Linked DNA regions of Macaca mulatta: region 1 is linked to region 2. The links are chromatin contacts, called in public Hi-C maps. All regions are on one chromosome and are shown on one strand. Each heading gives the region's core, a stretch centred on a gene start, on an enhancer-like site or on the middle of the called end of the contact. The rest is flanking DNA. Distances are from core to core; before and after follow the strand shown.

What was found. Hi-C and Micro-C count contacts between places; a contact is called where the count stands out from the background.
Region 1: a contact with region 2 is called in a Hi-C map of fetal cortex germinal zone, with 2.5 times the contacts expected there. The contact joins the promoter of RNF31 here to the promoter of CARMIL3 in region 2. A contact is called at or near these places in 4 of 14 Hi-C or Micro-C datasets (blood, fetal cortex germinal zone, fetal cortical plate and 1 more).

The regions. Positions count from the first base shown.
Region 1 is chr7:97,262,672-97,268,170 of T2T-MMU8v2.0, forward strand. RNF31 (ring finger protein 31) reads left to right here and starts at 2,151. Exons shown (of 22, transcript XM_077940761.1): 1 at 2,151-2,295; 2 at 3,176-3,368; 3 at 3,453-3,599; 4 at 3,747-3,902; 5 at 4,131-4,190; 6 at 4,290-4,365; 7 at 4,894-5,071. The coding sequence starts at 3,177. PSME2 (proteasome activator subunit 2) reads right to left here and starts at 2,125. Exons shown (of 11, transcript NM_001257629.1): 1 at 2,012-2,125; 2 at 1,685-1,717; 3 at 1,186-1,248; 4 at 855-941; 5 at 719-749; 6 at 534-631. The coding sequence starts at 2,059.
Region 2 is chr7:97,163,737-97,169,159 of T2T-MMU8v2.0, forward strand. It overlaps CARMIL3 (capping protein regulator and myosin 1 linker 3), which reads left to right and starts at 1,799. Exons shown (of 40, transcript XR_013396131.1): 1 at 1,799-2,385; 2 at 3,897-3,991; 3 at 4,279-4,329; 4 at 4,433-4,492; 5 at 4,587-4,702; 6 at 4,902-4,999; 7 at 5,255-5,325. DHRS4L1 (dehydrogenase/reductase (SDR family) member 4 like 1) reads left to right here. Exons shown (of 5, transcript NM_001277870.2): 5 at 1,026-1,551. The coding sequence ends at 1,140. All of the region lies in intron 1 of LOC144330191 (a long non-coding RNA gene), which reads right to left.

The DNA.
Region 1 (5,499 bases), core at 901-3,400, 99 kb after region 2:
CTATTATTGTCACTTACTAAAAAATTGTTATATTTAATTGGGTACTTATTACACACCAGCGCTGTGTCATGTATTTATTTCATTTAATCATCACAGCAACCATCAGAGACACATATTTATTGTATCCATTTAACAGATGAAAAAACTGAGTCACAGAATGTCTAAGTGACTTACTTAAGGTTACCAGCTAGGTAACTGATAGAATCATGATTTGAACCTAAGCAGTCTCTCTCTAGGGTCCACTCTTTTAAAACAATTCACTCACTATATCATGCCACCTCTACTATGAACCCGATAGAGCAGTAGGTTCTGAGGTTACAGAGTGGATACTGCATAGTCTCTAATTTTGGGGGTACCGTTGTGATAAGAGAGGTCTAACAGAATGAGAACAAAGGAGATCTAAGCCCAAGGCACAGAAGGAAGTTTTCTTTTTCAGGACTAGGTCTCTGTATGAAGGACTTGTATCTATGGAGGAGTCCAGGGCTTCACTTTGTGTATCTTCTCTTTCCACCTCCCCCATTTCCTAGGCTTACCAGAATGCATTTCTCTTTGAGAGTCCAGACTTCTGGCTTAACCAGGGCAAGCAGGGACAGGACTTTCTCATTCCCAGGGAGAAATCCACACTTAGGGACTGTGAGAAAGAGGGGATTCAGGCTCTTTCTCATCCAGCAGCCAATGTGCCATCTCCCCTTCCCTAGTCACCTCTTATCTCTCTTACCTTCTTTCTTCTCCTGCTTATCTGTTTCCATCTAAGACAAAAAAGGGGGAAAGTAGCTTTGGAAAAGTCACAGAGGTTGAAGGGCTATCATCTCCATTGGGTTTATAGTCCAAGTCCTGCACCCTGAATGCCTCACCTCATCATCCTTGGGTGGAGGGTCTGGGATGGGGATGTCCAGTGGGGCCCGGAGGGAAGTCAGGTCAGCCACATTGAGGGAGTCCTCCTGCACAGAGCTCACTGTCAGGGGCTGCCCAGTCTCTTCCCTTCATCCTAGGTCACAGCCTTCCCTCCATACATCCCACTTGCCCTCTGCCTCCCAACCTAGGCTCATGCCTCACGCCATCCTAATATTCCCAGTCCACTACTTGAAACTATTCTCTGCATGCTGAATCCAGTTGTTAGCTAGAGAGGATGGGCAAAGGGGAGAGAGGACATGGGAAGGGGCAGGAGGGGGCCACACTACTCACTTGCAAGAGCTGATTCAGGTATATGATTTTCTGTGGCAAGAATCTGTAGAGGAATTCCTCAGCCTGTGGGTTACATTGCAAGGGAGGGGAATCACAGAATATGCTCAATGAGATGTCTGACAAATGGAACTGGAAGGGCCTTTGGAAATCACCGGGTCCAAGACTTGCAAATGAGGAAACTGAAGACCTGAAAATGAAAGGACTTGCCCAAGCTGGTAAGTGGCAGAACTAAGGTTAGGACTGTGCTATTCCTGCTTTGGGAGCCATGGATTTTTTCCTCCACATCAAAAGAGGGGAGAAGTGCCAGAAGTGGGGAGAGTCATAAGAAAGGTCACATTAAAGGTAGCTATCAATAATTCCGGGGTTACTTTGGGTGAAGGCTTGGTAAGGGAAGTAGGGTTAAGTCTAGGGTGACTTGGGGGGGGTCATTAGGAGAGGTTGTTATCCTCAAGTATTGGTCTAAGATTCTGGGTCAAATCGCTGAAATCCAGAGACTTACCTCCTGGAAAAGATTCTGCCTGAAGACCTCCACCTACACAGAGAGTAGTACCCGGATGTTGGTTAAGGGTCTGGGTTGTCAAAAGCTTCCACCCACAACAGGGTGCCCTCCAACTGTGGCTCAGGCCTTTCTCACCACAAGCCAGTTTCCCCTGGAAGCTCCTGCTCACTGCAGTCAGAGGGCAGGAATCTGGGAATCCCCGAGAAGTGAAGGCACTAGCGAGATTGGGGGAGTTATCTGGCACTGCTTTGGTCCCCTGAACCACCCAGCTTGGCCTCCCCCCAAGAGGGCTCTATGACCCCTTCCTGGCCTCCGATTCACCATTACCTGTTTGCGGGCTTCCCCGCTCAGGCGCACCCCACACGGCTTGGCCATGCTGCTTCAGTCGCTAGATCTCTGGTCTCCCGGCTAGTCGCCCGGGCTTTCGCTTTCACTCCCCAGGTCCAGGCCCGCCCCCCTCAACCCCGCCCCCTTTCTTCTTTCCGCCTCCCTCCTCCCCCGGCAGGCCGCAAGCAGTAGGTAGCCCCTCAGCCATTCCCAGCCAGTTGCCACTAGGAGAGGCGGTGCTGGCTGGGTCACAAGCCCAGGGGCTGCCCGAGGGAGGGGCTGGGGTGAGTGGGACAGCGGAGACTGGAGCGGGGCTGTCCCTTGGAGAGGGGCGGGGCTTATAGCTAGGGCCCACGAGAAGTCCAGGGTCGGGGTAAGAGAGGTGGGAGTATGGCAAAGGGGGTATCCAGTGGCGGGGCTCCCCCAAGAAGTCTCGACCGCAAACAGCGGACGGAGAGAGATGAGAGCGAGTAGGAGGGGCAGCCAGAGGGAGCGCCTGGGGTGGAGAAGGGCTAGCCGCCCTTAGAAGGGAGAGGGCAGGGGCTGGGTGAGGGTCTTCCCTCAGCCTTCAGGACAGACCGGAGATGGGGCGGGACTCGCTCAAGAGGGGCTAGGGCCGGCCAGAGTCGGTTCCCCTGCAGGGTGGGACTTCCCCGGTGAGGCCCGGAGCGTAGCGGACTGGTCCAGCTAGAAAAAGGAAGGGTTTGAGCTGAATAGGATAACCCCGCGCCTGGGGCTATCCGGAAGGGGTGGAACCAGACTGGAGGAAGGCGGGGAAGAGCGCTTGACTGAGGGAAGATGCTGGGGCGCGTTGAGGGAGGAGCCAGGAGCCATTTGCCTTCTCATTGCTTGGGACCTGGCCCTCCCTCTTGGCCACGCCCCCTGGTTTCGGGACACCCGCTCCCAGCTTAACCTTAAGCCCCGCCCGTTCCTCTGAAATTGGGTCGCTGTCCCGCCCTCTTTCCTAGTACTTCCTGTTCTCGGCTAACCCTGGCGCAGGGCCGGGGGCTGGAGAATGACTGTGGTCTGAGTGACCCGGGGCGGCTGCGCGGGCCGGGGTGGGCCTCAAAGCCGGGCACCAGACGGGAGGGGCGGCGCTTGGGCCGCGCGCTGCCCGCGCCGGGTCCCGGCGGGCGGCAAGGCTGGGGCTGACTCCTTTCTCAGGATGCCGGGGGAGGAAGAGGAGCGGGCCTTCCTGGTGGCCCGCGAGGAGCTGGCGAGCGCCCTGAGGAGGGATTCTGGGCAGGCGTTTTCCCTGGAGCAGCTCCGGCCGCTGCTAGCCAGCTCTCTGCCGCCAACCGCCCGCTACCTGCAGCTGGACGCCGCACGCCTGGTCCGCTGCAACGCCCATGGGGAGGTGAGGCCCGGCCCCGCTTGGAAGGGGGCACCAGGGCCTGAGGCCCGGGCTACGCTTACAACTCTCTGCTCTCATTGCTCCCAGCCCCGAAACTACCTCAGTACCCTGTCCACGGCCCTGAACATCCTGGAGAAATATGGCCGCAACCTTCTCAGCCCTCAGCGGCCCCGGTACTGGCGCGGCGTCAAGTTTAATAACCCTGTCTTTCGCAGCACGGTGGATGCTGTGCAGGTGAATCCCCTGGCCTTACGGGAGAGGGGGCTGGGTCTGGGCTGGGGTTTGGCTAGAAAAGGCCTGAGATTGTGCTGAATGGGGAGGGGTCCAGCCCTACTCGGCAGGAAGCCTCCTGGGTGGTGACTGGTTGTGAATGTGTGGCAGGGGGGCCGAGATGTGCTGCGATTATATGGCTATACAGAGGAGCAGCCAGATGGGTTGAGCTTCCCCGAAGGGCAAGAGGAGCCAAATGAGCACCAGGTTGCTACAGTCACACTGGAAGTACTGCTGCTTCGGACAGAGCTCAGCCTGCTATTGCAGGTGAGATGCTCCTCTAGTCTTGATGGACTTATGCACCAGGGCTGGGGAGCCCAGCCTAACTCAAGTAAGTCTGAGGACCCCTGTGCTGCTGAACTATGGGCGTAGTTCAGCATTCTGGGAGCTCCGGGTACTGATTTTCCCTCTGTGAATGTTAAGGGACCAGGGCTTAGAGGGAGGGCTTTGTTCTAGGGGTCTAGGTGGAAACCGTTTTTATCTGTATTATTACAGAATACTCATCCAAGACAGCAGGCACTGGAGCAGCTGTTGGAAGACAAGGTTGAAGATGATGTAAGGAAGGCAGGAAAGGGGCTGGTATACAAAGGGAACCGGAATTGTGGGACTCTGTATCCCTAAACCCTTGTTCATTCCCTGCCCTTTCTTTTTCAGATGCTACAGCTTTCAGAATTTGACCCCCTATTGAGAGAGATTGCTCCTGGCCCCCTCACCACACCCTCTGCCCCAGGTATTATTGGTCCTAAATTGGGGACCAAGTAGCAAGCTATATTGATGGAAATTTGGGATGCTCCTCTGCCTTGGTTATCTTCCTTTGTGTTTGTTTGTTTGTTTTGAGACAGAGTTTTGCTCTTGTTGCCCAGGCTGGAGTGCAATGGTGCGATCTCCACTCACCGCAACCTCCGCCTTCCGGGTTCAAGCGATTCTCCTGCCTCAGCCTCCCAGGTAGCTGGGATTACAGGCATGCACCACCACACTCAGCTAATTTTGTATTTTTGGTAGATACAGGGTTTCTCCATGTTGGTCAGGCTGGTCTGGAACTCCCGACCTCAGGTGATCCACCCGCCTCAGCCTCCCAAATTGTTGGGATTACTGGCATGAACCACTGTGTCCGGCCTCTTTGTTTTTTAAGAGATTAAAATTGTTTCCTTGGGCCAGTTGTGTTAAAAAGTAGTCTTGTGATTTGCCCCCATCCACAGCAGATTCAGATGTAACTTGGTCTTTTTTGGAAAGATGTTCTATCTCTCCTGCTCTCCAGGCTCCACTCCTGGTCCCTGCTTCCTCTGTGGTTCTGCCCCAGGCACACTGCACTGCCCATCCTGTAAACAGGCCCTGTGTCCAGCCTGTGACCACCTGTTCCATGGACACCCATCCCGTGCTCATCACCTCCGCCAGACCCTGCCTGGGGTCCTCCAGGGTACCCACCTAAGCCCCAGGTGAGAGAGTTTCTCTTCTGGGTGAGTGAAATTTAGAGAACTTAAGATCACTTGGTTATGGACTACCTGCCAGTTTCTGTGGTAAAGACTGTTTAATAGAGGAGAAGTAGCCAATCAGAACCCTGAAGGAGATAATAGACATATACATCAAACAAGTAGCAATTATAGTAACCCTGGTTGTTATGGTAGTAGGTGGTTTGCAACCTAGTCTGAAGGGTCAGCTGAATCAGGTGGCAATATTTTAAACATCTAGTGTAGGTCAGGCCATGTATTAGCAGTGTCTACTAGGAAGAAGTGAGCTTTAAACTGTCATTTAAATGTTGCATAGGCTATGGGTATAGGAGTGTTCGAGACAGGGACAATGTGTGCAAAGGCCAGAGACATGTGTTGTTACCCAGGAAATGGGGAATGCTTAGAGGTGAGGGATC
Region 2 (5,423 bases), core at 549-3,048:
CCTGCCTCTCTCTATCTTCTGGCTTCGAGGACAGATGCCAGCAATGCCTAACTCTGTACTGGTCCAGACATCCCAAATCTTCCCAAAGGCATTCTGATGTCAGGCATGAGCTGCAGGCCTAGTTTGTAACTCATTAATAATTCGGGATTGTCATCCTAGAGCTCCAATGAATTGATCTAGCCCATGTAGCTCGATCCTGGATTCACATTAGAATCACCTGGGGAGCTTTTTAAACTGCAGATGCTCAGGCCCCACCCACTCCCAGAGATTCTTTTGTAATTGGTCCAAGGTAGGACTTGACCATCTGGGCTTTTGTTTTTCTTTGTCTTTTCTTTTCTTTTTTTTGTTTTGTTTTGTTTTTTTGTTTTGTTTTGTTTGTTTGTTTAAGCCTCTCAAATGATTGCAAGGTACAGCTAGAATGGAGAACCATTAATTCAGCCCTTGTATGTTTGAGTTACTCACTTTGCCCACCTCTAGAGCATTCTATGGCAGGCAAATTAAAGTGTCTCCTAACTATGCAGTCACTGATAAAATAAGAATTAGCACATTCTCACCAAATGAACCTAACTTTAAGGGACAAGTATAGATTCCTGAAAAAGTTGTCTGTAAGTTGAACCTGTACAAATGGAATCATTTTAAACACACCATTTACTGTCACACAGATTCCCTGATACTTTAGTGTGTGCACATGTGAAACCATTTTTTTTTCTGAAGTATGAAATAATTGCTTACTATTTTATCTGTATAACTTTGGATTTTGGTGTCCTGAGCTCTCTAAAAAACAGTGTGTTTCTACAGTATTTGAATATTATGGGTAATGGTTTTTGCAGAGTACAGTATGCTCATACTAAATTATAACAGCATATCCTCATGGTAACACTATTTGATAGGCGGAAAGCTTGTACACTGATCCTGAAAAGTCATCTGATAATTCTTGATTAAGCAAATTTCATTCCCTGTGGGCCGAGTGAGGGAGGCAGACCTGTTTGATTTTTACTCCCTTTCTTGCTTCCCCTATTCCCCAGGTTAGGCGAGTCAGAGGATTATGCTGGCATCTTGTCTTTCCTGTGCTTTGAATATGCCACCTACATCACTGGGGAGACAGTGGTGGTGGGTGGAGGAACCCCGTCCCGCCTCTGAGGACCTGGAAACAGCCCATGGGGCAGTGTTGGGCTCTAGCTCCTGGTGCTGTTCCTCCATTCATCCACTGGCCTTTCCCACCTCTCCTCACCTTACTGTTCACCTCATAAAATCAGTTCTGCCCTGTGAAAAGATGCAGCCTTCCCTGCAGTCAAGGTGGTGTCTTACTCAGGATTCCTGCTGTTGTTGTGGCCTTGGGTAAAGGCCTCCCCTGAGAACACAGGACAGGTCTGCTGACAAGGCTGAGTCTACCTTGGCAAAGACCAACAGATATTTTTTGCCCGGGCCACTGGGGAATTTGAGGGGAGATGGGAGAGAAGGAAGCTGGAGTGGAAGGAGCAGAGTTGCAAATTAACAACTTGCAAATGAGGTGCAAATAAAATGCAGATGATTGCAGGGCTTTGAATCGAATCCACGTGTTCATTTCTCAGTGTGGGGTGCTTAGCTGAGCAGAGAGCAGAAGTCTGGCCAGGCTGGATCTCTGGATCCCCCAGCCCTCCTCCCTGTCTCCAGGACCTGAGCGTGATGTGCAGGGGTGGAGGTGTCTGCAGAGCTGCCAACTGGAAGGAAGGTGGCACGGGAACTCCCAGGACACCACGGGGATCCCCGAGGCAGGGCGAGCCGGGCGAGGGTGGGGAAGGATGAACTCTCTAACATCTCCCCGCCCCTTGCCTCCCAGATCTGGCCAGGTCCCCTTCTGGCATGGCCCTAGGTCCCGAGTTCCCTCCCGAGTCAGCAAGGACAAGCTGAACAGGTCCTGAGCCGGTGGGGAATAGAGAAACGCCCTGCAAGCTGCCCAGGCCCACAAACAAAAGAAATGGGTTCTGCCCACTGGCCCGAGGAATAGTAGACGGAAAGCGGGGACGCTGCCCCCTACCCCGAAGGCCCGGACACCTGGCGACGCACACCGGCCCGCTCACGCGGGAGCCGGCGAGAGGGGTCCGCGTGAGCGCGCGCGGGGGGTCTCACGCTGCTCGGCCGCGCGTCGCGCATGCTCAGTCGGGCAGCTCTCCGGGCGGGGCGGGGGAGCCGGCGCTCCGTGGCCGGGGGAGGAGCGCTCAAGCAGCCGCCCCTGACCCGAGCGGGCTCGGCCGCTGCTGCAGCGCTCAGCGCCTGGGCCCTGCCGAAGCCGGGTCTAGCATGTGCTGCGGCTCCCCAGCGGTGGCGGCGGCTCCTCTGCAGCAGCCTCAGCAACAGCGGCCGCCATGGCCAAGCCCAGCGTGGAGCTCACCCGCGAGTTGCAAGGTACGAGGCTGCCTCGGTCTCCGGGACGCCCCGTCCGGGAGCATCCCAGACCCAGCGCGTTCCTCCCCGCGGTGCACCCCAGCCCGGTGTCTCACACCCCTCACCCCATGCATCCCGGCTCCAAGGCAGCCCCTGCATCCCAGTCCGGGCATCGCTGTCCCCGGAGCACCTCCGCTGCCTGCTTCGCCTCACCCGGTCGGGACCTTCCTGTCCCGGAGCCGCCCGTCCCGCCCTTCGGTGACAGGTGCAGTTCCCTGGCGCTCTCTGGGGCTGACTCTCGGCGTTCCTGGCCCACCTTCGGCGAAGCGTCCGGTCTCCCCTCCGGAGAGTCCCCGCTTCCCCGCCGGGCGGGGCCAAGCCCGCCCCTCCCGGCAATGGGAGCTGCCCCTGGTCCTGACCGCTGCGTGGCTTAACACCCTCCCTCCTCCCGGCCCCGCCCCGGAACTGGCCCTGAAGAGCCCCTTAGGAGCTGGGCAGCGCCCAGGCCAGTGGGGCAAAGAAGAGAGTCAGGGAAGAGGCCCTGGATTGGAGCTAAAACCAAGAGCAGGAGGGTCTCTGCGGCTCGCCTCCCACAGCCCCCGTCCCAGCCTGCCTCCTTCTAGCTACCCACCACCCACACATCAAGGCTGCTCCCGTTTGCATGGTTCTCAGACCTAGCCCAAACCCAGGCCCGGCCACCCAGCACTGCCACAACCCTGACCCCCAGAGACGGGAGCACAGGCTAGCCCACGCAAAGCGCAGGATGCTCATGGATACTCAGAGGCATGCTGCACCGTGGCGGTCTCCCACACCTGCACACACACACAGCACAATCGTGAGACGTGTGTAAACACATCTTCACAGAGATGGCACCCCAGCACACGCGCGCGCGCGCACACACACACACACACACTATATCTGGGTGGTTCTGCCAGCAGATGGTATGGGTCTCATTTAAACGTTAATTCTTCTCCCTGCCCAACACACAGGGAGGAACTGTCTGGCTCTGTGCCCCTTCCACAGCATACTCATTCACACTTACCTGTCCCCACCAATGCCACACTCAGACTCCCTGACATCTCCAGGAGGCATGCACACTCTCATAGTAAAGGCAGACACTCACACCCAGACCACCTAGAATATAGTCAAAGGGACACCCCACACCCCCACACACTGACTCACTGTGTATGTGTCAATGGCTGTTGTAGTGCATGGGTTGGAAATTCTTCACACCCTTAGAAGTGTAAGACACACCCTCCCACAGACAGTCAGCAACCGTCCCCTGACTCAGGGACATCAGGAGCCAGAGTTTTCTCCATATTCTACTCCTTCTCTAATAGGAAGAGAAAAGCCAAAAAGAAAGAGTGTGAAAAGTCACCCAAGCAGGAAAGGCCTCTGTCCCTGTCCTCCCTTGTCTCTCTGTTTCTCTCTCATCCCATTTGACCCTGACCCTGCCTCTATCTGGAGAGCTCTGGGAGGTGGAGGTGGCCAGGGTAAGGGGAAGCTCTGAGCAGGCTCCCACTCACCCTCAGACAGTATCCGGAGGTGCCTGAGCCAAGGGGCCGTGCTCCAACAACATCGTGTGAAGTTGGAGACAAAACCCAAGAAGTTTGAGGACCGAGTGCTGGTGAGGGCACTGGGCATGTGGGGAGGCAGGAGGTGGCTGGCAAGGGCAGCTGGCCAGGAGAGGGCAGGGAGCTGGGGGGACAGAGGAGACAGAAGTGGGTGGACACTGAAGAGACAAAACCTGGGGGGAGGAGGCAGGGCTGGACTGTGTTGATGTCCAAAAGTCTAGGGTAGGGCATCGGGTTGGGGGGACAATCCAAGAGCAGAGCTGAAGGGCTTAAGGAGGGCAGGGCCACTAGGGCCCAGAAGCTGCCATGAACCGCCGACATTCTTTTCCTCTCTCTGCAGGCCTTGACCTCCTGGCGCCTCCACCTCTTCCCCCTGAAAGTCCCAGCCAAGGTGAGTTGGGCTGAGGAGCAGGAGAGCACCTAGCATTCTCCCTACCTCCCGAGCCTGGCAACCCAGGTCCTTACCAGGAGCTGAGCATCTCCATCCCTCCTAGGTGGAGAGCTCCTTCAATGTCCTGGAGATCCGTGCCTTCAACACGCTCAGTCAGAACCAGGTGAGTACCAGGGCTCTGGGCCCCACTACTGGGCCAGCTGGAGGAAGGAGCAGAGAGGAGGGAGTCTGAGGCTCTGATGCTTCCTCTCCCCCAGATCCTGGTGGAGACGGAGCGTGGCATGGTGAGCATGCGGCTGCCATCAGCTGAAAGTGTGGACCAGGTGACACGACATGTGAGCTCTGCCCTGTCCAAGGTCTGCCCTGGCCCTGGGTGAGTGGCAAATGAGGGGTCTCTTAAGGCATTAGATAAGAGGGAGAGTTCTCCTTCCCTTCCTCCTTCCCCTGGACCAGGGCTGAGAAGAGCTCTTATGTCCCCACTCCTGGTTTTTCCTGGGATGCAGGAGCTGTAACGGGGAAAGAATTGAGAGCCTCCTTCCAGCCCTCTCTGGAATGACTTGTTTGTTTTCCAGGTGTTTGATCCGGCGTGGAAACGCAGACACCCCAGAGGGGCCCCGAGACACATCCCCCAACTCTGAGACTTCCACATCTACCACCCACAGTGTCTGCGGTGAGCAGGGGCAGATATGAGGAAAGTAGGCACTCCACCATCTTGGCCCATGACCACAGCCCTTTGTGCACTGGGTGTTGCCTGCGTGGATTGCTTTGCCTGCCCTAAGGACTCCCAGCTCCCAGACCTCAGGAAGTTCACGGCATAGCAAGAACCAAGAGCACTGCCAATTAAAGTGAACTTGACTGTTCTTGAATCCAAGCCTATTCCCCATCTCCTTACCCTCGTGGAACCAGCCTATCTCCTGCCCCACAGGTGGCTTCTCTGAGACCTACGCTGCTCTGTGTGACTACAATGGGTTACACTGCCGTGAGGAGGTTCAGTGGGTACGTTGGACAGGGACCCCATAGGGAACAAGTGGGGCCTGGAGGGAGGGGGCTAAGGAGGAAGTGGGGAAGGTGTGAGCCAGTTCCACCTCTCCAAG